4 separate regions of the Mus musculus genome follow, and regions 1, 3 and 4 are each linked to region 2. A link is a contact called in public promoter capture Hi-C data. All regions are on one chromosome and are shown on one strand. The core of a region is the stretch at or near the end of the contact, and the rest is flanking DNA. Distances in the headings are between cores, read along the strand shown. Region 1 has its middle 18 kb from the start of Zdhhc20. Region 2 holds the start of Cryl1 (crystallin, lambda 1). Region 3 holds the start of Mphosph8 (M-phase phosphoprotein 8). Region 4 holds the start of 3110083C13Rik (RIKEN cDNA 3110083C13 gene).

Region 1 (7,087 bases), core at 50-2,549, 510 kb before region 2:
AGCACAAAGATTGGCCTGAGTCCCCAAGAAAGCTCTGAGCAGTATACAAATTAAGACAAGACACCAACCCATACTTACCAGATTGGCAAAAAGTAGGATGTGATCTAGGAGTGTTAGCATGGACTCAGGAAACAAGATCCCTGTGTCTGCTGGCTACACACTGACAATCTTAAGGAAACTTAGAGCAAGCCTGCCTCCTGGCCAAATGTCCCCAGAGAAACATGCTAACGGTCAGAGGGTGGCTCCAAGGGCTTCCTGTCAGGACTGCCTGCACCAGTGTCCACCACTAAAGAAATAAATTGTGCCAAGGAAGATGGCACTGAGTTAGAACTGAACAGCAGGAATATAAGTCCATGTAGTAAGCTGAAGACGCAGGGGGTGAGACCTAGACCGACCACAGTTTATGTAAATCAGCAACTAGAGCTACTGACGTGGCCCAGCAGATAAAGGTGCTTGCCACCAAGCCTGACCATCTGAGTTCAAGCCCTGGAACCCACCTGGTGGGAGGATAGAATACGGTCCTACAAGTTGTCCTCTGACTGCCACATACATGTGCACTATGGATCTCTTTGAGTTCAAGGCCATCCTGGCCTACATAGAGAGCTCCAAGACAGCCAGGGCTACATAAAGAAACCCTGTCTCCAATAAATAAAACTTCAAGAGCCTATGAGATAGTTCAGTGACTAAAGGCACTTGCTGTCAAGGCTGATGACCTGATTTCAGTCCTCGGGACCCACATATTGGAAAGAAAGAACTTGACTCCCAAAAGTTGCCTTGTAATCTCCACATGGCCCTCGCACCCATAAATAAGTAAAAATAAATACATAAATAAAATCTTAATTTAAATTACTTTTTAATGTAGGCACATTAAGAATCATCATAAGAAAGAATACATGTTCTCAAAATGTGGAGTTCAAATTGACAGTACAACCTCAGCCGGGCGTTGGTGGCGCACGCCTTTAATTCCAGCACTCTGGCGGATTTCTGAGTTCGAGGCCAGCCTGGTCTGCAGAGTGGGTTCCAGGACAGCCAGGGCTATACAGAGAAACCCTGTCTCGAAAAAAAAAGAGAGAGAGCGTGACACAGTACAACCTCGTCAGCACCGTAGGATAATTGAGACAAAAAGAGAAAAGTGATCGCAGTCTCAGTGCGGACGCTTTCAAAGAAATAGAATTCAACACGAAAGTCCCACAAGATGGCGCCCTTGCATCCCAAAACCATGCCCAGGCACCCGCACGGAAGAAGGTAGGAGCAAGGCAAGGACTGTCTCAAAGGCCAGTCTGAAAGAAAACACTGCAGGCAGCATGAACTGCCACGCCCTGGTGAGTATTCAGAAGACTGCGCCTGCTGCCCGCTGGTTGGCGACGGGCTGTATTTGAAGAGGAAGGAAATGAAGCCCGGGGCAGTTCCTTCCGAGTCTTCACCACCAGAGCTTTTCTGATGGCGGTGTGCCTTTGTTTTGGTGGAATCGATCCTCCTTCCACGAGAGTGAAGTGAGAGATGACGTTTTTTTGCTTACAGCATTCGGGTTTGCAGAGGATTTGTGAGAAGTATTTGATGGTGAGAAAAACACTAATTCTAAGGCCCAGAAAAAGACAAACTATGACTATTTTCTCCTCAAATATATTGAGTCATAATTTTATCAACTATCATTACAGCATCATTTCAGAGACTAAAATCTGGAAATCACATAAATATCCAGCACCATGAAGAGGGATAAGTAGATTATATGATTGAATTCTTGGCGACCACTTCAAGTGTGAGAGGGTATGCTGGGCTAGTCTTCTGTTAACTTGACACAAGCTTGAGTCACCTGAAAGAAGGGAGCCGCAATTGAGAAAATGCCTCCTTAAGATCCAGCTTTAAGGGTGTTTTGTCAATTAATGATCATGGAGGAGTATCAGGCCCATGTGTGTGGTGCTGTCCCTGGGCAGGTGATCCTGGGTTCTATAAGAAAGCAGACTGAGAAGTCAGTAAGCAGAACCCTCCATGGCCTCTGCATCAGCTCCTGCCTCCAGGTTCCTGCCCTGTCTGAGTTCCAAACCTGACATCCTTTGGTGACGAACAGCAGTGTGGAAGTATAAGCTGAATAAACCCTTTCCTCCCCAGCTTGCTTTTGGTCATGGTGTTTCATTGCAGCAATAGAAACCCTAATTAAGACAGTGTATAAATTAAGTTGCAGGATCCTGCAGATGGAAAAGGGATTGTCTCACTGTTCCAGCCTCCTTTTTCCATACACACTGGGCTCTATGATGCTAGGCAGCGACCTGGGGATGCTGGTTGCCTTTACCTGCTGGCTGGCAGCATCCTGACCTCTGCCCACAGTGAGCAGTACAAGGGAGGCTTCAAGCCTGGGGTTGGAAAACAAGCCCTGTGATATCTCCAGTCTCGGCCTGCATCCCTGCATCATCCCTGCAGTACCAGTCTCTGGCTGCTTTTTTTTTTTTTTTTTTTTTTTTTTTTTTTTTTTGGCAAGCCTAGAACCAACTCCATTGTTTGTGCTCTCCGAAGCCCCACTAGCCTTTTCCTCTGGGCATCCTTTCCTAATCGCGTAGGACTGACTGTTCCTTCAAGCCTCTAGACTACAATAACTCCAACCTCTTGCCTTTATGCTCAGGCCGTGAACATGATAGTTGCTTCCAGCAGGGATTTCTCTGTGTTACTCCAGTGCTCTCTCTGGTTAAAATTCCCTAATACCTATTTCAAACACTTCTTTTTCTTTAATCAAATTTTCTGTTATGCTTTTTAAATTAATTTATTTATTGTATGTGCACCGGTGTTTTGCCTGCGTGTGCGTCTGTGTTGGATTCTGGAGTTACAGACAGCTGTGAGCTGCAGTATGGGTGCTGAAAATTGAACCCAGGTCCTCTGGAAGAACAGCCAGTGCCCTTAACCAATGAGCCCTCTCTCCAGCTCTGCTGTTACAATACTTAATGTGGAGTATGATAAAATGACCCTGAGCCAGGAAATAAAAATAGATGCCTATCTAGAGGGAGGACTGTCTTAGTTACTCTTCTATTTCTGTGATAAGACACCATCACCAAGGCAAATTGCAAAGAGAAACGCTTATTTGGGGCTTAAACTGCCATAGGGTTAGAGCTTATGACCACCGTGGTGTGAAGCACGGCAGCAGGCAGGCAGGCATGGCATTGGAACAGTAGCTGAGAGCTCTCATCTTGAGACACAACCATGAAGAAGGGAGAAAGAAAACATTCAGAATGGGCTAGCTTTTGAACCTCAAAGCCAGACCCTAGCAACACACTTAGTTTAATAAGACCATGCCCCCTAGTCATTTCCAAATAGTTCCAGGAGCATTTGAGGACCATTCTCATTCAAACCGCCACCCAGAGAACAAAGGCCACAGTTCATTTCCTTCCTCTTCCTTCACCCAACAGCAGCTGCTTCTGAGCACTTGTAAACATTCACCAGGGTGTGGCAAGTCTAAAGACTTGGTGCTGTGAATTCTGTGTGAAAGAATTTTTTATTTTGTTTTTGTTCGTTTGTTGAGAGGGTCTGTGTAGCCCTAACTGTCCTAGAACACACTCTTGTAGACCAGGCTTTGAACTCTCGGGTCTGCCTGCCTCTTGTCTTCTGAGTACTGGGATTAAATGTGCATGCCACCATGCCCAGCTACTTATTTCATACCAAGCCTACCCATATATACATGTATTATGCATAAAATTTCACTTAATCCCCATAACAAATGCTATGAAAATGGCACTCGTTATATAGTAGCAGAACCTAGTCTGAGGATAATAGACAAAATCTACAACATCCATTGTTAATGAAAGATGAAATGGAGACTTGAACCCAAATATCTGATTCTACAATCTGTATTTTCCCTACTAAACCCTTAAAGACCTTGTTATGGTCTGGATGCCATTTGACATCCCCAAAAATGCATGATTGAAGCTTGGCCCCCAGTGGAGTGATGTTTAAAGGTGGTTGTGGGGCATTGGACTATGCACAGACAACCTGGTTTCCGGTCAAGGCTAGATGTTGAACCCCTGGACCCGGTGGTGATAATTCACCTACATGAGATGGAAGGAGTTCTCTCATGTCTCCTAGAACCCTGCCTCCTGTCCAAGTTACTGCCCCTTCAGCCCCCACAAGAGAAGCATGGTTAGTAGTCACGTAGACAATGTCCCAAGCTTCTGACCTTCAGGCTAGACTCCTCCCCAGTTACTAGCAACAGAAAAGATAACAGCATACTATAAGAGGGCCTGCTTGGCCTCACCTCACTCTCTTACTCCTCTTATATTTATACTCTTCTTACTTTCTCCTTTCCTCTCCTTTCTCTTCTCTCTCACTCTCTTCCTCTCTCTCCTTCTTACTTTCTAGCCTTTCTTCTTTCTCTCTCCTTTCCCCTTTCTCCTCTTGGCCATGGCCGGTCTCTCTCTCTCTTACCTTTTCTCTTTCTCCCTGCCTTTCTACAATAAAGCTCTAAAACCACAGACTGTCTCTGTTCATCAAGGCCCGCTGTGCAGACTCTCGCCTGTATGGGAACCTCTCCCTCTATGCCCTCTTTCCCATAACTCCAGGGCTACAGGGTGTTGCCCCCAGGGAACCCAGTCAGGGAATGCCCCTTGTCCACCCCCCATCAAGAGGGGTCAGTGGTTTAGATGACCACCCGGGACCGAGTGGAAAGCATCTGACAGCCCTCCCACGTCTGCCTGCCCAGAGCATAGGAGGAATTCTGGCAGGACATGGGCTATCCTCCCTTGTCCTCCCTCCCCTGCCCCCTTTAGTTCCCACAGGTGGTAGGATTTGGAAGAACTGGGACTAACTGGAGAAAGCTAGGTCACTGAGTTGAGGTGGGGTGCTGGGGCCTTCAGAAAGGACTAAAATACTCTCGTGGCTCCTTGATGGAGTCCTTATGAAGGTGAATAGTTAGAAGACAGTGTGTCTAGAGTTTAAATCACTCTCTCCCTTTCATATGCATTCCTTCCATGATGCCCTCTGCAATGATGTAGCTAGAACTATCCCTGGGCTCCCCAGTTTCCAAGACTGAAGCCTCCAGCTTCTTATGCCTCATCAGTACGCCAACTGAAAACCTGAACACAGAGTTCAAAGTCAATTTAACCTTAACTGTGTTCTGGGGATGGGAATGAAGCTTAATGGTAGAGTACTTGCTTTGCATGTTCAAGGCCTTGGGTTCCACTACCAGCACCACAAGCAACAGCAAACCCCACCACTTTCTCTGGCATAGTTCAATCTCTAGTCACAAATGTCTCTTCTATTTGAAAATGTAGAGTAAGCATAACAGCATTCTAATAACACAATGGAGGGCACTGGTTCTAGCTTCATTTCTGTTGCTGTGATAAAATGACCTGGAAAAAAAAACAACAACTCAGGGGAGGAAGAGTTTATATATGCGCACAATTCCATGTTCCAGACCATGTCAGGGAAGTCACCGGTTCACATCACATCCACAGTCAAAGGTAAAGAGAGATGAGTGCATGCATGCTGCTGCTTGATTGATTGTGTTTAGCTCCACTTCTCCCCTCTTACTCAGTCAGGGCCCCATGCCTAGGAAATGGTGCTGCCCATAGTGAGCTGGGTCTTCCCACATAAATTAAGGTCTTCATAGGCATGCTCACAAGCCAGTCCCATCTAGCAGTTACTCAGAGACTATCGTTTATATATCAAGATGATAATTAAATCTAACCATCGTATGCAAGACCTCGATGATTGAAATCATAAGATTAAAATTTTTCATAAGGAAAGCATGGACCTCCTTAATTCCATATCACTTATAAATGTACATGCATTATTCAATCAATGACTATCGTATGGTATCTTTTATGTGCCTGACATTGTGCTAGGCTCACAGCGGTAAACAAATCAGGTGTAATTCCTTCTTCAGAATCTTATGATCTAAGGAGGAAACTATTTTTAACTGAGTCATTACATACAACAGAGTATGTATCCCACCTAAGTGTCCCCCAAAGGGAGTTAGCATAGACAAGAATATAGAGCTACTTGGGCGTTTCAATAGCCTCTTCTGCCACCTCTTGAAACACTCCCCACCTGCACCTCTGTGTCCATGGCAACAGGTCCACTCTGCTTTGCTTTTAGAAACTTGTCGATCTGAATGACCTTACAGAAATGTCAAGCCACAGAGATGGTGAATCTCTATGTTCCCTAAGGGCCTGATCCTTTCTGATCATGGAACTCTTAAGCCTTTTGTGTGAACTGTGACATCAATATATGTTTCCTATGACAGAAATTGAGTCCAGACTTTGTTTATAGCTTACAGGCCATCAATAACTCATTCCTGGACTGATCAATGAACAAGTGACCACAAGCTATCTGTTTAGATTTCCAGAAAATCAGACACAATAACTCACTGTACTAGAGATGTGTAGCCAATTCTCCCTGAACTGAAACATTCTCTCCTGGAAAGAAGAAAGTAAACATTCAACTTAGAGACTCCGAAACCTTAGCAAGTTACAATGTGAGATTCACAGAGACCTCTGCATGGTTCTAGAAGCAGTGATAAATGCTAGGGAGACAAAGCTTTCTAGTTTCTGCCTCAGAGTTGTTCAGGGAGCTCCAGGGACATGGTTGCCTGAGTCACCACCAGCTCTCTTCAGCATTCTGGTGATCATAGCTGTCTTTAAGTCACCAGTCACCAGCACTACTGCAAGAAACCTCTCTCCCATGCTTCCAAGAGCAATGTGGGGGCTAGACTTGGGAGGAATCATTTCTTTGGTTTATCATCATTGCCCTATCTTGAGTGGATAGATTTCCTCCCTCCCCCAATACACACATTTCCCCAGGAAAAGTCACAAGCAGAAATAAATGTAGCAATTGAAGGTGGGAATCTACCAACTTCAGGAGGCAGCCCAGAGATAGCTGGAGTGGTGGAAACAGATCTTTAGAGGACTGTAGAGAAAAAGGTCAAGAGAGAGAAAGAGAGAGAGAAAGAGAGAGAAGAAGAGAAGAGAAGAGAAGAGAAGAGAAGAGAAGAGAAGAGAAGAGAAGAGAAGAGTGTGAGTAGCAGAGGAGAGAGAGTGTCCACTGTGTCAGCAGTGCCTGCATAATAGAGGCACCTGGTGTTCATAGCCTGGGCACTATGTAGAAC
Region 2 (7,011 bases), core at 647-3,146:
ACTCCAAAATGTCTCTTGATGTTCAAGCTCAGGGGCATGGTGTTTTTAAAAACAAAAACCACAATTGCACTAGTGCTAGAGGTAGGGTTCACATTAGTGAGGAATTTGGGGTGTCCTAGTAACATCTAAGTTTTCTTGTAAAACTCAGCAGTATTTTTTAGACACTACTTCTTTTTTATTTATACACCCTCTTAGTTGGTTTAGCTTTAGCTTGTGCAAACATTAATTATTTTGGTTAATATGCCTGGACCATGGTCAGGATCATGCACTGAAAATAAGCATTGCCAAGGCAGATACGGCTTTTGCAGGATTGAAGATGGAGGAGTGTCTAGGCAGACACAAAATAGGATAAGGTGGCATTCATAACCTTAGTCATTTGACCTTCTTCTTCAGAAAGGAAGAGACAGTTTAAAGCTGCCTTAGGTTTGTAAGAAAATATGTCTTAGTTAGAGTTTCTATTACTTCAACAAAACACCATGACCAAAAAGCAAGTTGGGGAGGAAAAGGTTTAGTCTTGCAGTTTGTCACCGAAGGAAGTCAGGTCAGGGACTCAAGCAGGGCAGGAACCCGAAGGCAGGAACTGATGCAGGGGCTATATAGGGAGCTGCCTACTGGCCATCCACAATGGGCCCTCCCCTCTTGATCACTAGTTGAGAAAATGCCTTAAGCTGGATCTCATGGAGGCATCTCCTCAACTGAGCAGCCTTCCTCTCTGATGACTCCAGCTTGTGTCAAGATGACACAAAACCAGTCAGTACACTCTCCCTTGCAGAGAGGGACTGGCCATCAGTGTAATTTGGCCGATCTGATGGGTAAAAGGTGTTTTCCTCGTGCCACTTTTCATCTCATTTAAACGGGGCTCGGCATCTTCAAATGTTTATTGATAATTTGTGGAACTGTTTAAAAACCTGACTGCCTCAGAGGTTTCTCTTTCCGAATCCCTGACAAGGTGGTGGGAATAAGGCAAGTGTCTACTCTCCTGAATCTGTCAGTGTGAGTGTGTTCTGATTTCAGCTTTTCCCAAACTGCTGGCCTCAAAGTGTTTCCACTTCCGATTGTGGGCACAAAACTTGTGTCATGCAGTGTAATGCCTCTCGTTCTCTGGTCTCAGACCCAAGTGTAATCAGGGCACTAGCCTTTTTTTTTTTTTTTTTTTTTTTTGCAACAGGGTCTTGCTGTCTCTGAATGTAGCCTGGCTGGAACTCCCGGTTCAGCCTCCCAGGTTTTGCGAGAGCAGGTGCATTCCATCACGCCCTGCTTGGTTTTTCTTTTTCTTTTCCTAACACATTTGGCACTGCACGCCTCTGGAAGGAGGAAGTAAGGCACACAGAAGCTGTGGTACGCTACAAGGAATTCAAATTCGTCCTTCCGTTTCTCAGAGTAACATATCCGGAGTTTCCATTTGTAGCTTGTCCCTTAAGTATCCGGGCCTCCGTTCACATCAGTGAAGCCAGGCTGCAGGTATCTCACCAGACCTGGATTTCCAGTGTAGAGTAGAATGTAAACAGTGGAACAAAAGTCCTTAAAGTGACAAACTGGTGCTAACGTCTTTAAAGCAACATTTTCTTGAAAGTGTCTCTGGGGTGAACCTTTGCGCCAACCTGGCAGTATCCGCTCATGGTTTAATGGTTTCCTGTTAGAAACTTAAAAATAAAAATTGCTCAGCTCAGAAGTGTCTGGTCTTCCCTGTTTGCATCCACCGTCCCACGCTCCCCGGTGCTAGAGCCCAGTGGCCTTCCTGAAGTCTCTCCCCGAGGGCTCCGCCTCTCCTGCGCCTTGGCCCCTCCCCGGAGCTTGTCAGCCAATGGGATAGTCCTCATGAGGTTTGGGCACGCCCACCCAGGCGCCCAGCCTTATTCTGGCGCGCGACCCGCTCTGCTTTGCTCGCTCCCTCCGCTAACGCAGCTGTACAGCCAGGCCCGGATCTGCCATGGCGTCCCCAGCAGCGGGCGGGGTGGTGATCGTAGGCAGGTAAAGGTCTCAGTGGCGCCGTGCTGCAATGGCTGGCGCCCTGGCAGCGTCCCGAACGCGGGACCTCCCGCGGGCGGCCGTGGGTGCCTCGGGTGGGCATCAGGCTGTACCTCGCTCCTCCAGGCGCTTCGCACTTGGGCTCCGAAGCTAGTCTGGCAGTAGACTAGGTGGTGGCCGTGGCTTAGCCAAGCAGTAAGGAGAGCCTTAAATCGGTGCGGGGTCACTTTTGTCAGCGCAGGCCAGAGGTGCCTGGCATCATTGAATACTAGCAATGAACCTGCGAAAACTGTGTTCTTATGCTTTTGAGACGGAGGTCTTGTGTAGCTCATCCTGGCCTCAAAATTTCTAGGTTAGCTGAGGCTATCCTTGAACTCTTGATCCTCCTGCCAAATACCCCAGCGTGAAAGCAGCTTATTCTTATTAAGAACGCAGACAAGAGTTTTACCAAGATGATAGTAACTAACGGATAACTATTGGCCTGGGTTGGCAAGGAGGCTGGTTCGCATGCACCACTGGGCTAGGCTAAATCTCTCGAGGCAGAAACCTTGTCAGTCAAGGCACCCTGCTTTCCTGTGTGTATGTGTCCCAAGGCAGGAGGCTGAGTCACTTTAACAGCCCAAGTTCATCTGACACACCAATTTCTGTTCTCATGATTCCCCTTTCTCCTTATTGCTTCTTTTTTTAAAAAATAAGAACGCTTAGAATATCTTTCATTGCCTAGCTGTCTGAAAGTCTATCAACGTGTAGCAACACATAATAACTAGTATTGGTTGGTAGCTATTAAAGGAGTGGCTTCATGTCCCTGCTTATAGTTTTGGCTACTTGTTGTTCTGCCTGCAGACCAGTCCCAAGTTCAGGCTTTTTCCTTGAGAGTTCTTTGGAGGGAGGTGTCAGAATGCTGTTGCTATTTTCTCTCTTACAGAACTGCAGAATTAGCTGTACCTTTGTCCTTTCCCGTGGTTGCCTGTGGTTGAATGGTCAAGAAATATCAAAAGTGTGCACTTTGCTCCTGTGGTGAACTGTGCTGCCTCGCCTTCTGTGAGAGCCACTGGTGTCACGGGCTAGGTTTTTGCAGGTCTCCGTTGGGAAGTAGATCTCTGCCTGCACCTGACAGGTGTCATGTGGGATTTTGACTGGATTTTGCATTCGTCTGGCTGTGGGTGGTTCATAGACTCCCAAGGAGAGACTCAACAGTCAGTTATTTCTGAGCTCATGGACAGGGAACTAGAAGGGGGCCGGGACATCTTAAGGAGCACAAGATGACCTGAGCTATTGTTTTCTAATGTGGAAATTCTGTCTTCTGCTTACTCCCTCATCCTTCCCCGTCCTTCTTTCTCATTTGCTTATCCAGCTGTCAGTCAATCATCTATCTATCTATATTATATCTACTACCTATCTTCTACCATCTTATCTCATCTCTATCAACTTTATTTCTGTCCTATCACTGACCGTCTCTATCTTTCAGGGCCCCATGGGTGACTCATGGGAATATCCGTTTTAACTGATGGCGCCCAGAATGTAAATCAATGCCTTAATACCTGGATGAAGAGCTTGGCCGGGCTGCTCCCTTGCGCACCTGCACGCCTGTAATCCTAGGAAGGTGGAGATGGGAGGATCTCAAGTTCCAGGCCAACCTGGGCAAGAATCTCAAACAAAACCAAAAACAACATAGAAATAGACCTGGCAGCGATTCACTGCTTTCTTTTGAAAGAAGTTAGACAAGTTTTTAAAAATATATTTATTTGTGTGTGTGTGTGTGTGTGTGTGTGTGTAGGTATATGTAGTATGAGTAGAGATCAAAAAACAACCTTGTGGAGTTGGTTTTCTCCATACCCTTATGTGGGGCCTGGGGATCAAACTCAGATTAGGTCCCTAGGTTTTCATGGCAAACACCTTTACACCCCAGGCCTCTCCCTGGGCTGTTCTTCCTCTTCTATCCCTCTATCTTGTTCCCTCTCACTCCTTCCCTCTCTCCCTTTCTTCCCCTTCTTCTTGAAGTGTGAGGATTAAACTCAGGGCCCTGCAAGTGTGGGTAAGTTTCTTATTGACCTATACCCTAGGTCATTTTTACCCCATCTGATATAGGACCTTACTATGTAGCCTAGGCTGGCCTGGTTCTCCTGTTTCAGCCCTCTAAAAGTGCCAGAACTATAAAAATGTGTCAGGTTACTGGCTCACTGTAAGTGTGTGTGTGTGTGTGTGTGTGTGTGTGTGTGTGTGTGTGTGTGGCAGGGTTCATGTAGCCAAAGCTGAACTCTGATGCAAGATATTTAATCTTATTGTGAACGCCAAGATTGTGTTATTTACTGAAAAAAAGCTGTTTCTAGTTGTGGTGTAGCTCAGCCTTAGCCCACACCTCTTATCCCTCGGGCTGGAATACAGACAGACCTTTACTACACACCTTTAAACCCAAACAATGAAAGTAAAGTAGTTTGTAGAAGGAGGCACTCATGTTTGAAAGTGATGTCTAATTGAGTGGCAGACAGAATGATGAACCAGAGAAAGATCTGACAGACTAGGATACGTCTAACTCTCCTGAGAAGAGAAAGGAGAAGGAAGCTACTGGAGAGACAGTGCAGAGAGAGAGGGGCAGTTTTACAGGGAGAGTTTTACAGAAGAAAGTTGGAGAACAAGGTAGACACAGGTGAAGACAGAATGAGCCAGAAGATTAGAACAGAGGGCCTGAGTTAGTTGCAGGCGTAGCCGAGTAATTAAGGAGAAACTGGATGGAACCAGTCAGCCTGGAGAGGAGTTTGAGCCAGGACAGCTGAGGTGAGCCAGCCAATCAGAGCTCAGAAAGAACTAGAAAGTTGTGAGCTTATTTAGCAGCAAGTTTCAGAGGCTGAAAGCATTCTAAGCCTAGAGTAGCTAGAAGGTTCTAGGCCTAGGCCTAGGTTAGCAGATGGAGGCAGTAAGCCTCAGAGACAACAACAGCAGGAGAATATGAGTTACTGTTATAGACTCCTAATTCCCATGTCACAGAGGGTGTCCTTCTGCCTCAGTCTCTCCCCAAGTCCCCTCAGTGTTGGGATTACAGAACATACCCATCTAGAAATTTGCCCTTGATTTAAGTATTTTCTATTGCTCTTTCCACCAAGGCTACTTTTCCTTAGGACCATTTAACCCTGTGAGCTTCTGGGCAGGTTGTTTTAAAATGGCAGAGAAGAGTAGACTTATGGGGACTAAGGATGGAGGACAAACCCCCCCCCCCGAAAAAAAAAAAACAAACAAACCAAAACCAAACCTCACGGTCTGAGGATGTAGGAGCGAAAGATAGAAAACCAGGAAGTGACAACTTGAGTAACTGGGATAGAGATGAGGACAGAGGGGCATTTGAGTGGTGTTCTCAGGCTGTCACTGTCACATCATCTTTACACAACTGTTTCCCAGTCACTGGGACCATCATTACCCACTGTTCTGTGGTGGCAAACCTATTCTAGACTTGAGCTTGTTTAGGACAGTTGGGGAGGGTGGGTGTGGGCAAGGAGGGCAGGGTTTAAAGCTAAGCACTGCATATCCTGGTGCTGGACCTGCCTTTACTCGAACCCTCTTCTCACCAGACATAGGATTTAGTCCTCAGCTCGGGGTTGGTCTTCTCTAAGATAAAACTTCTGGCTTCTGGAAGCTTCTACGTGCTGATACTGTCTTGCCCACATTAGCATTTTAATCCATATCTACTCCCCCTGGTCCCAATCGACAGGTGTTCGAATGTTTCCTATAGAGATAGCCCTACATATGTGAAGGCCTTGGAGGACGTTGTTTGATATTTGTCTATGTTAGGGTTGCTATTACTGTGATGAGACACCATGACTAAAGCAACTTGGGAAGGAAAGGGTTTATCTCTGATTACACTTCCAGGTGGCCGTCCACAAGGAAGGAGCTCAAAACAGGCCAGGAACTTGGAGGCAGGAGCTGAGGCAGAGGCCATTGAGGGGTGTTGCTTACTGGCTTGCTCCTTATTGTCTGGTCAGCCATATGCTTTTTTATAGAGCTCAGGACCTCTAGCCCAGGGATGGCACCACCCATAATGGGCTGGGCCTTCTCATATTAATCACCAATTAAGAGAATGCCCCCCAAGCTGGCCTACAGCAGGATCTTCTGGAGACATTTTCTCAGTTGAGGCTCCCTCTCTGAAGGCTCCAGCTTGTGCCAAGTTGACATAAAACTAGCCAGTACAATATTAAAGAGGAGATTTATATTCTGGAATATTCCTCTTTAATAAGATTCCAGAATTTTGCTTTGGGGCAATTGTAATTTAATATAACATGAATTATTTGAGAATTTTATAAAATGAATTTTGATCATATTCACCTTCTATGTCCACCTCTCCACACCTCCCAATATTGTGACTTTTTGTGCTGCCTGTATATACTCATGGGTATGGGACTATCCATGAGTGGTCGGTTAACATCTCAGGGGCCACACTTCTAAAGAAAACTGGTTCTCCCTTCCCCAGAAGCCACCAGCTGTCAGTAGCAGTAGAGGCTCTTAAGCTACATTTTTTTTAAAAATTTAAACTCTTTGAGACAAATATTTTCTTTAAAGTATTGCCCTGAGTATTCCTGAAAAATCTGTTAATTCTTCCACATACAGAGATCCATACATACAGAGGTATACATACTGTCTCTCTGCCTCTGAGTCTGTGACAACACTAATGTGTCCTTCCTAGGAAACATTTAATAATGTCCAGCTTTACGCAGCTCACTTACATCAGTATCTTAGAAGCAGTGTGTCCTCATGAAAAGGTAGCTGTAGACAGACAGGTAATTTTAAAAGTAGCTAGAGTCAGGCTTGGTGGTGCCTGAGATCCTAGCACCCAGGAGACTGAGGCAGAAGGATTGCTATTAAGTGGAAGGCCATCCATGGCTATAATAACAAGACAAGTCTTTAAAAAGAATAAACAAACAAACAAAATGGTCCTAGAGTGATCTTATTCAAATCTGGCTGGCATTAGTGATAAAACCGATAGGACCGACTTTGCTACTGAAGTCTTTCCCTGATGCTTTGCTTGCTGCTGTGTCCCAAGGTAGCTTTTCTGAT
Region 3 (6,860 bases), core at 2,995-5,494, 730 kb after region 2:
CTTACAGTCCTCCAGATGAACCTCAGGCTCCCAGGTATCATCTTCAGATGTATATCCTTTCCATCGAACTTTATAAAGATTCTTACCCTATAGCATAGATTAAAAACAGACACATTACTGATTAAAATTTCAAACCCATTCAGCTGTGGGGAGCAAGAGAACTTGAAAACTGCATCAAAATGAAAATTAACATCAAACTGGAGTATGCCTGGTCACTGAGTTAGTTCCAAGACAACCAGCACTACACAGGAAAAAATTGTCAGGCACCTGGGGCCCAAAACTTTAATCTCAGCACTTGAAGGGAAAGCAGGGTAGAAGTAGGTGACTCTCTAAGGATAACCAGGGCTACAAAGAGAAACCTTGTCTAAAAAACAAACAAACAAACTGCTCCACAAAAAAACAAGACTGATGTGTTTTTCTGATTATAAAGCAATGTGTACTCTTAAAATAGCAACGAAAAACTGGCAAGGCACTGGATGATATTTAGTAAATGGAGATTATTCTATCATATAAGCAACACTGTTTAGATTTTTTTCTTTACTTTTTTTTTTTTTTTTTTTTTTTAGTTTTTTTTGAGACAGGGTTTTTGTCTGTGCAGCAACATGCCTGAGTGCTGGGATTAAAAGTGAGCAACACCTAGCTAGCTTGTTTAGATTTTTTTTAAAAAAGTAAAGCAGAGGTACACTTGTACTTCTCTGACAATGTTATTCTCAAGCAGAGGTGGAATTTAAAGGGGGCTGGAGAGCAGCACAATGCTTAACAGGGAAAGGGGCTTCAGGCATAAACCTGATAACTGAGAGGTAAGAGCCCCAGATAACACACTGAAAGACAGGACTGACAAAATGGCAGCTGGGGACAGGAGACATACATAGCTTAACAGTTAAGAGCCCTTTTGAATGCCAGCACCATGAGGCAGCTCACTACCAGGTGCAGCATCAGAGGAGATCCACCTCTTCTGGTCTCTAAAGCCACAAACACATACAAATAAATCTTTAAAAATAAAATCAAGTGTGCTGCTGGGTATGGTGTTACACAGCTACAGTCCTTTGAGAAAAAGCAGAGAAGACAGCTGTGGAATCTGAGGCAAGCCTATGCTTTATAGGCAATCCTGAGCTACACTGTGAGAACTGTCTCAAAACAACCACCACCACCACCACCACCACCAACCCTAAATACATGTACTTACTGCTCTTGAAGAGGACCTGGACCTGGGTTTGATTCCCAGTACTTACATGGAGGCTCACAATACCTGCACTTCCAGTCCTAGGGGACCTGACCTAAGTCTAAGGCACACATGTGGTGCACATACATGTACATAAAATAAAAATCTAAAGGAAAAAAATACACATGCATATATAAAGTAGGCACACGGTTCAAACAATGCTTCATGAATGGTTCATGAAATGCTTTACAAAATGCCATATGTTATCTGAATATCTACTTTCAATAGCTTAGTTAATCTTTACAATAGCCTATGGAGTAGATACTATTACTTATTCTAGTTTAATCTGAAAACTGTAGATAGAATAATTAGTCAAAAAGCTCAGCTGAGGGGCTGGTGAGATGGCTCAGTGGGTAAGAGCACCCGACTGCTCTTCCGAAGGTCCGAAGTTCAAATCCCAGCAACCACATGGTGGCTCACAACCACCCGAGATCCTGATGCCCTCTTCCGGTGTATCTGAAGACAGCTACAGTGTACTTACATTAAATAAATAAATTAATTAAAAAAAAAAAAAAAAAAAAAAAAAAGCTCAGCTGAAACTCACAGGAGAGACCTATTCACAGGAGAGTGTGCTGGTATTAAAGGAGTATGCCACTCCACCAAGCTTGACTTTTTTAAAAATTTATTTATTATTTTTCTTTAAGATATGGAGGTCATGAATTTGAAAGACAGCAAGGAGGGGTATACAGGAGGGCTTGGAGGGAGAAAAGCTGCTTACTGCTCTTAGAGAAGACCCTAAGATTCTCAGAATCCACTGCTAGCCATTCACAAGTGCAGGCTTGTGTGGATATAGGTGTGCCACTGCTGCTGGTAGACCTTAGAGGATAAACTCAGTCTTGAACTTGTCTTTCACCTTGAGACAGGGTCTGTGGTTGTTTAACACAGCACAGTAAGATAATATAGCAGGTAATTCTCCTGTCTCACCCCCCAACAGGAACACCAGGTTCACAGACTGGCAGCCAACTTTACATGGACTCTGGGGATTTGAATTCTGGCCCTACCTCTCTAGCTCCATAATAATGACAGTGAATTTCAATTATTTAACTCTCCCTTGAAAATTTTCCAGTGTCAGTAACTGCAGGAAGGTCTCAGGCTCTAAGTCAGCCTGGACTTCTGAGACCCTACCTCAAAAAGCAGGGAGTGACCAAGTGGGGTATGCAGATGCAGAGGGAGCCTGGAGCCATTGTCTCTGTGGCTAAGAGTAATTTAGGATCCATTCCCAGTACCCATGTGGCAGCTCACAACTATTTGCAATTTCAGTTCCAGGAGAACAAATGCTCTCTTCTCGGCTCACAAATGTGGCACAGACAGACATAAGGCTGAACAACCATATACATAAAAATAACAATATAGGCTAGAATTTCGTCTTTAAAAAGAAAAAAAAAATCTCTACCATCAGGCCAGGCAGTGGTGGTCTTTAATCCCAGCATCCAGGAGGCAGATGCAGGCACATTTTTGAGTTTTAAGGCCAGCCTGGTCTAAACAGAGAAATCTTGTCTCAAAAACAAAACAAAACAAAACAGGAGTTCTCAGAGAAAAGCACCACTTTAAAGAAATGTCTACCATCAAGCCAACATGGCACAGGGTAAACAGCAGTCCATTAAAAAAAAAAGTTTGTCAATGGATTAAAAATTAAGATGAAAGTTGGCATATGGCAGATAACAAATGACAGAAAATACAACAGAAACAAAACCATCGTATAGGCACGATTCCTATCTACAGCCCTTATCTTCTCCTTTCTCCAAATTCCCATTTCGTTTACTCATTCAATAATCCCACAGCCGTGAGATAGATCTCTGTGGTAAAGCTCTTGCCTTGCATTCATGAAACCCTGGGTCCAGTACACGGTATCAGATAACGGCAACAACAAAATCAGCCTTTGCTGTTACTGGACTAAGTGTCCGTGATTCAAGCATTATTATAAACCACATCCCCTGATTAAAGGAGCCCACAATCTAGAGCAGAAAAGACAAATACAGAGATAAAAGACAATGACTTAAATAGAGGTAAGAGAGTAAGGACAGAACTGAGAAAGCACCTTTTTCTGCAGAGCTCGGGTAAGGGAAGAGAGGGGAGAAAAGGTATCACAAACAGATGGATCCCAAGCCTTGGAAATACAGACTAAGAATTTCTCCCGGGGACGACATTCGCAGCAAGGAGGATGTTAAGTGTTCAAGCACGATGTGCGAAGATTGTCCTTTCAAGCTTACTCTAAATCTCTTGAGTTACACTCATAAAACGCGCAGAAAAGGGACACTTTGGGTTGGGAAACCTTTACTGTCCCGGGCACTCGGTGTGAATGGGATTTCCTGAATTTAAGCCAAGGAGCATTTTCTACTTTTAGAAAACATTGGGACAACGGTGTAGAGAATCCTCCAGTCTTTCCTAACGGAAAGCCATGGCCCTAACCGTATACCCGAATGCTGAAGGCCACAGAAGTCTCCCACCAGCTGCCTTGCATCCTACGATTCTCAACATTCCATGTCACCGCTTCGTCTCTTCTGCCAAAACAACACTTAGAACTTCCCTAAGCATCCATCCTCCACCGACTGCGGCCAGGGTCCTCTCCAGGATGTCAGTCTGCGCCTACGGACCGCCACCGTCCTCCCAAGCTGTTCCAGGCTGTTCGGCGTCCCACTCGGATTCTCCCAACCCGCCGTCCCCGCCCCGGAGACTCCCTGTCCGGCCGCTCAGCCCCCACATACTCCCTCGCACTTCATGTCCAGGATCCTCTCCACCTCGAAAACGTCCTCCCCATCCTCCTCGCTGTCCCCAACGGCCACCGTTCCTTTGGTGGCTGCGTCCTTCTCTTCGTCCCCTGCTCCAACTCCTTCGGACTCGGGAGAACGGCCAATGCTGTCGGGAACTGACATAACTAGAGCGGCCGCACTCATGCCCTCCTCAGCCGCCGCCGCCATCACAGACGCAGTGCAAAACCAACGCGAAAAACCGCCGGCGACCCACAGCGGGACAGCACCGCGCGCCTGCCGCTCCGCCCTAATCCGCTCCAGCGGCGTGACTCGACCGTGAGGCAAGCCAGCCAATTGTGGGCGCCGAGCTCTGGATTGACACACAGAACGGCCAATCACGCAAAGGCGCGCTCCCCGGCTCCCTGGGGAGTTCACGGGAAGTGGATGGGCGGGTCGACGGACTCTGAGGAAGAACGCTGCCTCAGGGAAGAGCGGAAGGGCTCCCCTGGGGAGACTGCGAGGGGCGGTCCTAGCACCTCACCTCCCAAACTCCGGTGACGCCCGCTGCCTGAGGAGACCTGTTGTTTGGATTGTCGGAAGGAGACCATGAGGATTCTGGGAAAGGGACCCCCAGTGTTAGCGAGACCCGCCTGTGCGGAATGGCTGCCCAGGAATCCTTTCGTATGGTTTTGGCTGGCTTATATGGCGTCTGCGGTCGAATCAATTACATATAGCCTATAGGGATATTTCATTTTAGTGAGTAGCGTTTATAGATAGAGAATAGGGACCCGGAGGTGGTTCAGCAGATTACGGCCCTGGTCGCCAAATATGAGGACCTGAGTTTAATTTCCAAGGGCATACATAGCGAGAGAATTCCCCCAATATGTATTCTCTTCTGTCAGGAGAAAGGCCAATCTTTACAGCAAGACACTGTATCAAGTAATAATTTATGGGATTTACTTGTTGGGCTTTGAAAGTAGTTCAGTGATAGGGCGTTTGTCTGGCAGGTGATGGTTGGAGGCTTGGTCCTAGTAGCTGAGTAAAAGTTGGTTCTCTCCTTCAAAAGATAGAGCCCAGGTTGCCTGGCTTGGCCCCATTTGGGCTATACTTAATTAATTGGATCATTCACACCTGATAAACCAAGCCAAAACCACCTATGTGTTTGTTCCCAAGTTCCCTTGCTTCTTATTGAATTGAAAATATCAGAAGCAGGTGCGGGGTTGATGCAAGAGAAACGAGTAATATTGATGCTACAAAGGAGTCACTAGGAAGCGAGCCTGCGATATGATTGGAAGAGAATTACCAGGCTTATTACAAACTCTAGGAAAGACATTTTTGTGCCAACATTGAAGTTTTGGGTTGCTGAGAAAGTTTCTGTTAACGTTAGTGCACTAAGATTGACCTCCAATTAGACTCCATTTCCACAACAAAAGGAGACAACCCTAACTTACAACCAGCCATTAAGCCTATCCACCTTATTAAAAAAAAAAAAAAAAAAAAAGCCTCTAAGGGGCAGCTCAATGGCTGAGCCCCAAGTCACACCTATCATTAAGTCCTAGTTTGCCATTAAATCCCCTGTGCCCTTGTGAGGAAAAGCCTAACTCTGCTGGTAGGTAGGCAAGAGGACCCTGAATAACAACTATTTGAAAAGAACAACACTGGTGTATATGCTTAGAAATAATTCTGACTATCTTCGCTGTGTACCTCTTGTATCTGCCTGAGTGACTAGACTTTCAGTCTCCTGTCTGTATTAAAATTGTTCCAAGAGTAACCTGCATCTGGAACCTGAAAGAGATTTCAGAATAATAGCTTATGTGGCATGTATAAGCCGAAAATGAGTGTAAGTTAGTAAAAAATCTGTTCACAACTAGCTCCTCTTTGAGCAGTATCCAGAGCCAGATTTATGGTATTATTAAAGAGCTCTCTCCTTTATTAATCTAAGTGTGTGGAGTAAGTTTCACCAGAGAGACATACTAACTTTAAAACAGGTCACATTCCTATAACCCCAGCCTTCCAAAGGCTGAGGCAGGAGAGTGAAGTCTTCAAAGCCAGACTGGTTTAAAAAACACCTTTAGATAGATTAATACATAGATATCAGATATAGATGGAAGACAACATAGACATATCAGCATACATCAGAGAATGATATAACGAAGTTATTTGTGCAGATTATGAATAAGTAACAATTGTTCTATGTGCATACAATACTGCTAGGAAACGTCACTTAAGAAAATATTTTTCTGACATTACTTCCAGCCTCCCTCTAGCCTCTTGTGTCCCCAAATTGTGTACCTTATCTCAGCTGGTCTGCCAGAGACCCCCTCAGTACAAACTGAGGTACCCCATGCAGGCCCCATTTCCACTCCAAAAAGATGAAAGAAATACTGTGAACCAGCAAAAATTCAAACTGCAGGCACAAATGCCCATTGGTGGAAAAGAAGCTTTTTGAAGAAAGAAGGAGATATTTCACAGAACAGCATGGCAGATGATAAAAAAAAAAAACCCTGCAGTTCTCCTTAAAGAAGTTAGGGGTAAACAATATCTCTGGTATGAAGAGGTGAACATGTTTACAAACCATGGAACAGTGAATCATTTTAACAACCCTAAAGTTGAGGCATTTCTGGCACTTTTACCATTACAGGCCACGCTGAGACAGAGCGGCTGACAGAAATGCTTGCCAGCATCCTAAACCAGCTGGGTGCAGACGGTCTGACTAGTTTAAGGAGACCGGCTGAAGTTCTGCCCAAACAATCTGTGGATGGAAAAGCACCACTTGCTCCTGGAGGAGGAAGAGGAGGAGGAGGAGGAAGTTCCAGATCTGGTGGAGAATTTTGATGAGGCTTCCAAGAACGAGGCACACTGAATTGAAGCAACTTCAGGAGAGGGTGACTTGCAGAAGTTACTGTAGCTGTTATTTTCTATCATGACTGCCTCTTAAAATTCTTTTG
Region 4 (6,160 bases), core at 1,975-4,474, 600 kb before region 2:
AGGGTTGAAAATACACCCCAGCTCAGGGCTTTTTCTATAGCTGGGGATGAAGAAATGAACAAAGCCAGGGCCCCAAAAGACCAATATAGTCAGCAGCTGCCAGGGACAGTTCATACTTAGAATGGTTAGCTGGCTAGAGATCGGGTCTATTAAAAGACTTGGTTTCCTCTGCAAAAGTAAAGTTTGAATCCATTAATTCTTAACTAGAAGCTTTAGGGAGCTGGACCTGGAACATGAAAACAAATTAATTACAAAGCAGTTTTCCAAGTAAGGTCAAAGATTTCCACCTTAAAGTAAAATCTGCAAATCTAACCAGGCTTTTGTTTTGAAAAAATAATTAGAGCAAAAGAGCAATAGACTGTCTGCATGTCTCCCCAGACTGAGAAATGATTTCCCCAACATCTCACCAGTGGTTTTCATACCCACTCATTTATCCACATATGTTAACTGAATGTCTAGTGTGTGCTGGACACTGTTAGGTGCCAGAAAAACAAAAGACATTCTCGACTATGAGGATGTCAAACTGTGGGGGGAAGGATGTTTTAAATATGTTGAGTGATGTAACAGGAGTATGCACCTATCTCGGACTTGGGGCCATGACAGAGTAGTAGATATGGACTCCAATAAGTAGGTGGTGGAACTATGCAAATTAGACAGCTTGAAGCAGATAAAGAAGACGCTTCTGGAAAGTGAGACTAAGCTATAAGATAAGATATCCACTGTGTCTCAACACGTAAGAGTCAGAAACCAACCACACATCAGCAATCCAGAACAACAGTATGCATGTCAAGATCCAGTAAATCTAGCAGCCGTGCGAATAAGCCTGCAGAAACACATCAGGTGAGATACAAAAAGGCAGGAAGTCTGGGCGGATTAACATGGGTTAGTGATCTGGGATCATGGGCATGTAGTCAAGCTCATTTGTGATGATGGAGCAGGAGAAAGCCAAATCTTAAGGAAGATGAATTCCCATCTGTCGAGAGTGCACCATGTGCCAGGCATTTGGCTAATCACTTCCTCTAAGTTATCCCATTTCATTTCCCATCTGAAATTGAGAGGGCTGTTTACAGATGGGAAACTGAGCCTCGGTGCCCTAAATCACAGTGATGTCAGTGGCAGGGCCGGAACACAAACAGTAAGGCCTGGCTGAGAGGTCTATGCACAGTAAGTCTGCTTACTTCCCTGCTAGGAAGGCACGGTGGAAAGGTTTTGGCACCTGGGACAAAGTGAGAAAGTTCTGACTTCACGTTAGAACATACTGGCTGGGGTGGAGCAAGCACAGACTAAGAAAGGATAATAACAATCCAGGTGGCTTCCTCTAACTTCTCAAATTAGACTTGGTATGGCAGCTTTCACTATTTCTTTATTTTTATTTCGTTAACCCATCGAAATGGCCATTGTTGTACATCAGGAGTTCTGGCACCTCTGACATGGGCATCAAACTGATACACACCCAAGTAAAGGTTCTAAGTCTGAGGCCAGGTCAGAGGTTGAACAAGGGGAAGGTTAAGTTTACTCAGTAGCGGTAAGGAAGAATTGAGGACCCCAGGCTACAGAAGCCAAGCTTTCTGCCAGGATGAAATCCTTTCTACCACCAAAAGAACATCCAGCCCTGAGGTCGTGTTCCACATCTGCCATAGAGAAGATGAGCGGGGGAGGGAAGAGGGGGCTGGTGACAGGGGCATGGAGCAGGTGTGCACCTACTGTTAGTCCCATGTGGGATCACAGCTACGAGTCAATATTTTGTAAGAACAAAATGTAAAGGAAACATACAATAAATAGCAACTGTTTACAATACAGTGGCTTTGTCTGGGAGATCTGAAGAAAATCATTGTCAGAAGTCTGGATCAGATATTGTTTAACAGAAATGAAAGACCAGGCGCTCGGGAGGAGCAGACAAACAGAGATAGGCCCTTGAAAAGTGTTGGCCAGCTTTGAAAGATTACAAAAAAAAAAAAAAAATCCAAAGAAAAATAATGGCTGTTGCTAAATGCCATGCATAGGGCCTGACAGCACTGACCTGTACATGCAAATGTTGTCAAAATGCTAACGTCCTGTACATTTTACTTCATTCAAACACCAAATTTTAGGGGCTGAGTAGACAGCTCATCAGTTAAGAGTGTTCTCTGCTCTACCAGAGCACCAGAGGTCCATTCTCAGCACCCATATCAGGCTGATCACAACTGCCTCTATCTCCAGCTACAACACCCTCTTCTGGACTCTGGGGGCACCCACCCATATGTGGCATAAATACACAGAGGCATACACATAAAAAATGAGTCTTGATAAATAAATATAAAGGGCATTTAGCTATAAAAAACGGAGATCTGTAAGGGTGAGCATGTACACATATTCTTTCCTTTTTTCCTTTTGACACAGGATTTCACTATGTAGTTATGGGTGGCCTGGAACTCACTGCGCAGACCAGAGGTCAGAAAACAACTTATAGGACTCTCTTCTCTGACTTCTAACTCAGGTAGGCAGGCTTGGCATGAAGTGCCTTTATCCACTGAACCAACTGTCTCAAGTGACTCACTATAATCAGACATGTGACATTTGGGGCAAATATAATATCGTCAATATTTTCAGCCCCTTACCCTAGCCTCTTTGAGGATGAAATTCTACTGTTGCATCAACACCCACAGTGGTTATACCCAGCACCCTCTGCCGCTTACTGTTAGAAGTGTTTCCCTCTCCAGCTCTAAATGTGCCCACTTACGACTGACATAGGCTTTCCCGAGAGAGCTAAAGATGCTATGTTTAAGTCTATCGACTGAAAAACCATGCTAAATCTAATTTGATTCCGCATTTATCATCAACACCCTTCTTAGTCCCTATTCTTAATCTAGTTTGTCCAATATATTCCACCCAGAATCTATTACCCTTCCTTTAGTCTAATTTCATGGGGGGGGGGGGGTAGAGACCAGAAGGGGGCGCTGGATGCCCTGGAGCTGGACTTATCTGTGGCCTTAAGTCTCCGGAATCCAGCTGTGGTGCTCTGGAAGGGCAGCAAGCACCCTTCACCCCTGAGCCATCCCTGCAGCCCCTTCTTGGCCCACAGTGGTGACCTGACCTGTTAGGACAGTTAACCAGCTAACTCATGTCCTTTGCCTTGGAAACTGTCACCGGAGCCGAGGGTCACCTCAAAACCACGCTTGAACGTCGAGGAAGCAGCCACACCTAGCAACACACGCGCAGAGCACGGTGGAGGGTGATGAGCTCTCGCGAGAGCCCAACTCTGTTCTCGGGCAACAGACGGTGAGGGCGGGGCGCGACGCTCGGGCGCTTCCGCAAAGATGGCGGCGGCTGCGGGAAGAAGCGCTTGGCTGGCGGCCTGGGGCGGAAGGCTGCGGCGCGGGCTCGCGGCCGGCCGACGAGCTGTGCCGACTCGCGGCCCTCTCGCAGCGGCTGTGGCCGGGGTAGCCCTGGCAGGCGCAGGAGCGGCATGGCATCACGGCCGCGTGAAAGCAGCCGCGCGCGAGGGCTCCCGAACGGTGTCGGCGCAGGTACGGCTCAGCCCGGCCCCGCCCTCAGGCACCCCTGGGAGGGGGGCGGAGGCACAGGAGACCCTAGGCGCCTGGCACGAGCCTGGAGGGCCTGGGGGGTTCCGGGAGGAGGCGGCGGGAGGCCCCGCCCGGGATGCGTGTGGGCGTGGCTGGGGCACGCCTCTGCCCACCTGGTGGATGGAGAAGGGTCCTTGACGTTTGCGGGGGCTGGGCACCCCTTAGTTAGCCTGCATCGTTAAAGAGTTCCCTGGTCGCTTCTTTGTTGAAAAGGGTGGCGTCGACCTACTGTGTGAGCCACACACCCCCCCAGTCTAGAGAATATCAACTCTAAAAGTTAAACAGCTGATAGTTGCAGATTTTATCAATTCCAATGACAGCTGTTACATAAGTCGAAACCGTAATGTTTTAGTGGACCCCGCCTACGCGGCAAAACAAGTTTTCCTAAACCTGAGCTGTCAGGATGCAAATGTTAAGTACCCTACTTCAAGATGAACCCGGTCTTGTAAAACCTTGGAAAGTTTGAATGTACTCTCTAAGATTTTTATAGAGAGAGGCATTTCAGTGTTTTGGGTTTTAGGGTTTTTAAAATTAAAAGCAGTTTTTTATTTTCCTTATTTGCTAGGTTTCTGTTACCTAGTTCTAGTGGGAAAACTCAAGCATTAAAATACAACAAAAAGAAAAGCATACCTTACAGATTAAAGGTTGGTAACTGTTTGATTATTGAACAGTTTATACAAACATTGACTCCAACCTCACACCACATCAGAGGTGGAAAAAGCTACACAAGCATTATAGACTACTTTTTAATGTTTTCTGTGATTTGTTTTCATTTTATATGTATGAGTGTTTTGCCTGCGTGTATGTGTGTACACTGAATGCAGACCTGATGCCCAAATGCCATAAGCTTGCATTGGGCCCCTAGAACTAGAGTTACAGGTGATCCTAAGGGACCACAAGAGTGCTGGGAACTGAACCTGGGCCCTCTATAAGAGCAGCAAGAGCCCTTAACCACTGAGCCATCTCTCCAGCCCCAACATTTTTGTTCATTCTATGTCAACCAAATTTATTGTTCATTATTGGTTTTTCTGTTTGCATATTCAATTCCATCCTATCCAGAACCTTAGGTTAGTCCCCCTGTGGTATTTACTTTAACATCCAAAACTACTAGTGCCTAGGATAATAAACTCATGTTTTGTTTTGTTTTGTTTTGTTTTTTGCTGGTGTTGAGTTTCCAATATAGTAGGCAAGTGTTCTACTACTGAACTACATCCCAGCCCCCCACATTTAAATTTTTGTAATATAGAGCCACCTTAGTCACAATCCATGACTTGTTATTAACTCAAAAAACTTCAGCCAGTGACTCACTCACTATCTAGGAACCAAATTTAATTCCCACCCACATTCCCTCCACAGTTTATAAGCTGATTTCACCTCCTTTGAGTTCTAAGATTTTTCTCTGGTTTCCTTTGTGTTCTGGCTCCCTTCTAGCCTGTTTCCCTTTAAATTAGTAACTTCAGCTTATCATTCACACCAATGTGGTATTTTGAGCGTTTCCTCACTTAGCCTGCTCATTTTCTTTTTAACCTTCCACCTAACTAAAGAAACCCAAACTCATTATCAATTGTTTTCTAAGTTCTGTTGACACAAGTCGGCTTGGTCTGCTCTTTGGACTAATTGAAACCCCGGCTTTTCTACTTTCACTCCTACAGTGAGCATCCCTTCCTCTACAGTGGCTGAGAACTACTGCAGTCAGCATTACTGTGTTTTGAAATCTCCCCCTCTAGGGCAGTAATTTGAATGTATTTTCCTAAAAGGGGCACCTATTAATCCTTGGACACCGTTTGGTCACATGAGTGCATACAGCTTTCTTTTATGTTTATTTACTGCATATATGTGGATCTAGTATAATAATGAGACTAGCTTTCATTTTCATTCATCACACAAAATGACTTTTCCAATAAAAATGGAGAGCTTGTGTTAATGGTGCCCTGCTCTTTTCTTTTTCCCCCTGTGGTGGTTTGTGTGGGTCAGCAGTAGACATCCAGATTATAAAGCAGCTGGCAGGTTGTAACCCATCTTTCCATCATAACTATTGAAGTCCTGTGTACCAAGGCATGCACAAGGAGTGTTAGAAAGGCAGCTTACTTAAGTCTAACAGCAGAGGGCAATTTTAATCCAATATTGTAATGCTGGCTGCCGTTGAAGGGTCCTAGAAGAGCACCCAACACACTCCTGGTTTCCTGAAGGGATGAGAAATAAATGGTCATCCTGGAGCTGCTTGGGAGTCATTTGGCAGAAAGAGAGTGTAGGTAATTGGAATATCTGCTCAGAGATCTACAAGAAAGTTTAACTCAGCAAAAGTGTGAGCTATGAGACCAGTGTGTGCAGGGACCTGGAGTGTCATTAAATCACCTAAGCCATATTAGTGGGACTTCTTATCTTAAGGACTATAGGAAGCCATTGCAGGAGTTCTGTAGTCTTGGACACCTACCACTGGAACCTCCACCCTCACCCTCACCCTCACCCCCAGTCCCACAGGAAGCATTCTAGGTAGAAGAGGTAACTTTGTTTCCAGTACCCAGTGATTTAAACTTATCTAATTAGGAGTACAAACAAGGCACACTAGAGCAGCTGCTTAACTGCGGGTGGCGCCC

The links. Promoter capture Hi-C pulls out the DNA fragments that hold promoters and counts their contacts. Capture Hi-C pulls out chosen DNA fragments and counts their contacts.
Region 1: a promoter capture Hi-C map of hematopoietic stem and progenitor cells shows a contact between it and region 2, with 5 times the contacts expected there. The contact joins the enhancer-like site here to the promoter of Cryl1 in region 2. A contact is called at or near these places in 10 of 39 promoter capture datasets (the 3T3-L1 cell line, 3T3-L1-derived adipocytes, the HPC-7 cell line and 7 more), 1 of 15 datasets of contacts at CTCF or cohesin (large pre-B cells), 2 of 484 Hi-C or Micro-C datasets (B cells and muscle stem cells), 2 of 115 datasets of contacts at active chromatin or transcription factors (embryonic basal ganglia and pro-B cells) and 2 of 9 other capture datasets (embryonic stem cells and liver).
Region 3: a promoter capture Hi-C map of liver shows a contact between it and region 2, with 2.3 times the contacts expected there. The contact joins the promoter of Mphosph8 here to the promoter of Cryl1 in region 2. A contact is called at or near these places in 4 of 39 promoter capture datasets (embryonic stem cells, hippocampal neurons, liver and 1 more), 1 of 484 Hi-C or Micro-C datasets (uterus) and 1 of 9 other capture datasets (liver).
Region 4: a promoter capture Hi-C map of pre-B cells shows a contact between it and region 2, with 5 times the contacts expected there. The contact joins the promoter of 3110083C13Rik here to the promoter of Cryl1 in region 2. A contact is called at or near these places in 10 of 39 promoter capture datasets (the 3T3-L1 cell line, 3T3-L1-derived adipocytes, the HPC-7 cell line and 7 more), 2 of 484 Hi-C or Micro-C datasets (CD4 T cells and CD8 T cells), 1 of 115 datasets of contacts at active chromatin or transcription factors (memory CD8 T cells) and 1 of 9 other capture datasets (adipose tissue).

Annotation. Positions count from the first base shown.
Region 1 is chr14:57,904,888-57,911,974 of GRCm38.p6, reverse strand. No RefSeq gene overlaps it. Among named protein-coding and RNA genes, the nearest start is that of Zdhhc20, 18 kb to the right of the region's middle. Within about 2 kb of position 1,299, at least 286 of the 459 cell types and tissues checked have an H3K27ac peak or open chromatin away from gene starts, as enhancers often do. A contact at or near this core is called in B cells, the HPC-7 cell line, embryonic stem cells and 6 more, where this site is marked.
Region 2 is chr14:57,393,368-57,400,378 of GRCm38.p6, reverse strand. Cryl1 (crystallin, lambda 1) reads left to right here and starts at 1,896. Exons shown (of 8, transcript NM_030004.3): 1 at 1,896-1,971. The coding sequence starts at 1,931.
Region 3 is chr14:56,665,632-56,672,491 of GRCm38.p6, reverse strand. Mphosph8 (M-phase phosphoprotein 8) reads right to left here and starts at 4,244. Exons shown (of 14, transcript NM_023773.2): 1 at 3,928-4,244; 2 at 1-87. The coding sequence starts at 4,140. It also overlaps the pseudogene Gm4032.
Region 4 is chr14:57,996,376-58,002,535 of GRCm38.p6, reverse strand. It overlaps 3110083C13Rik (RIKEN cDNA 3110083C13 gene), which reads right to left and starts at 3,224. Exons shown (of 2, transcript NR_166770.1): 1 at 3,074-3,224. It overlaps Micu2 (mitochondrial calcium uptake 2), which reads left to right and starts at 3,274. Exons shown (of 12, transcript NM_028643.3): 1 at 3,274-3,506. The coding sequence starts at 3,297.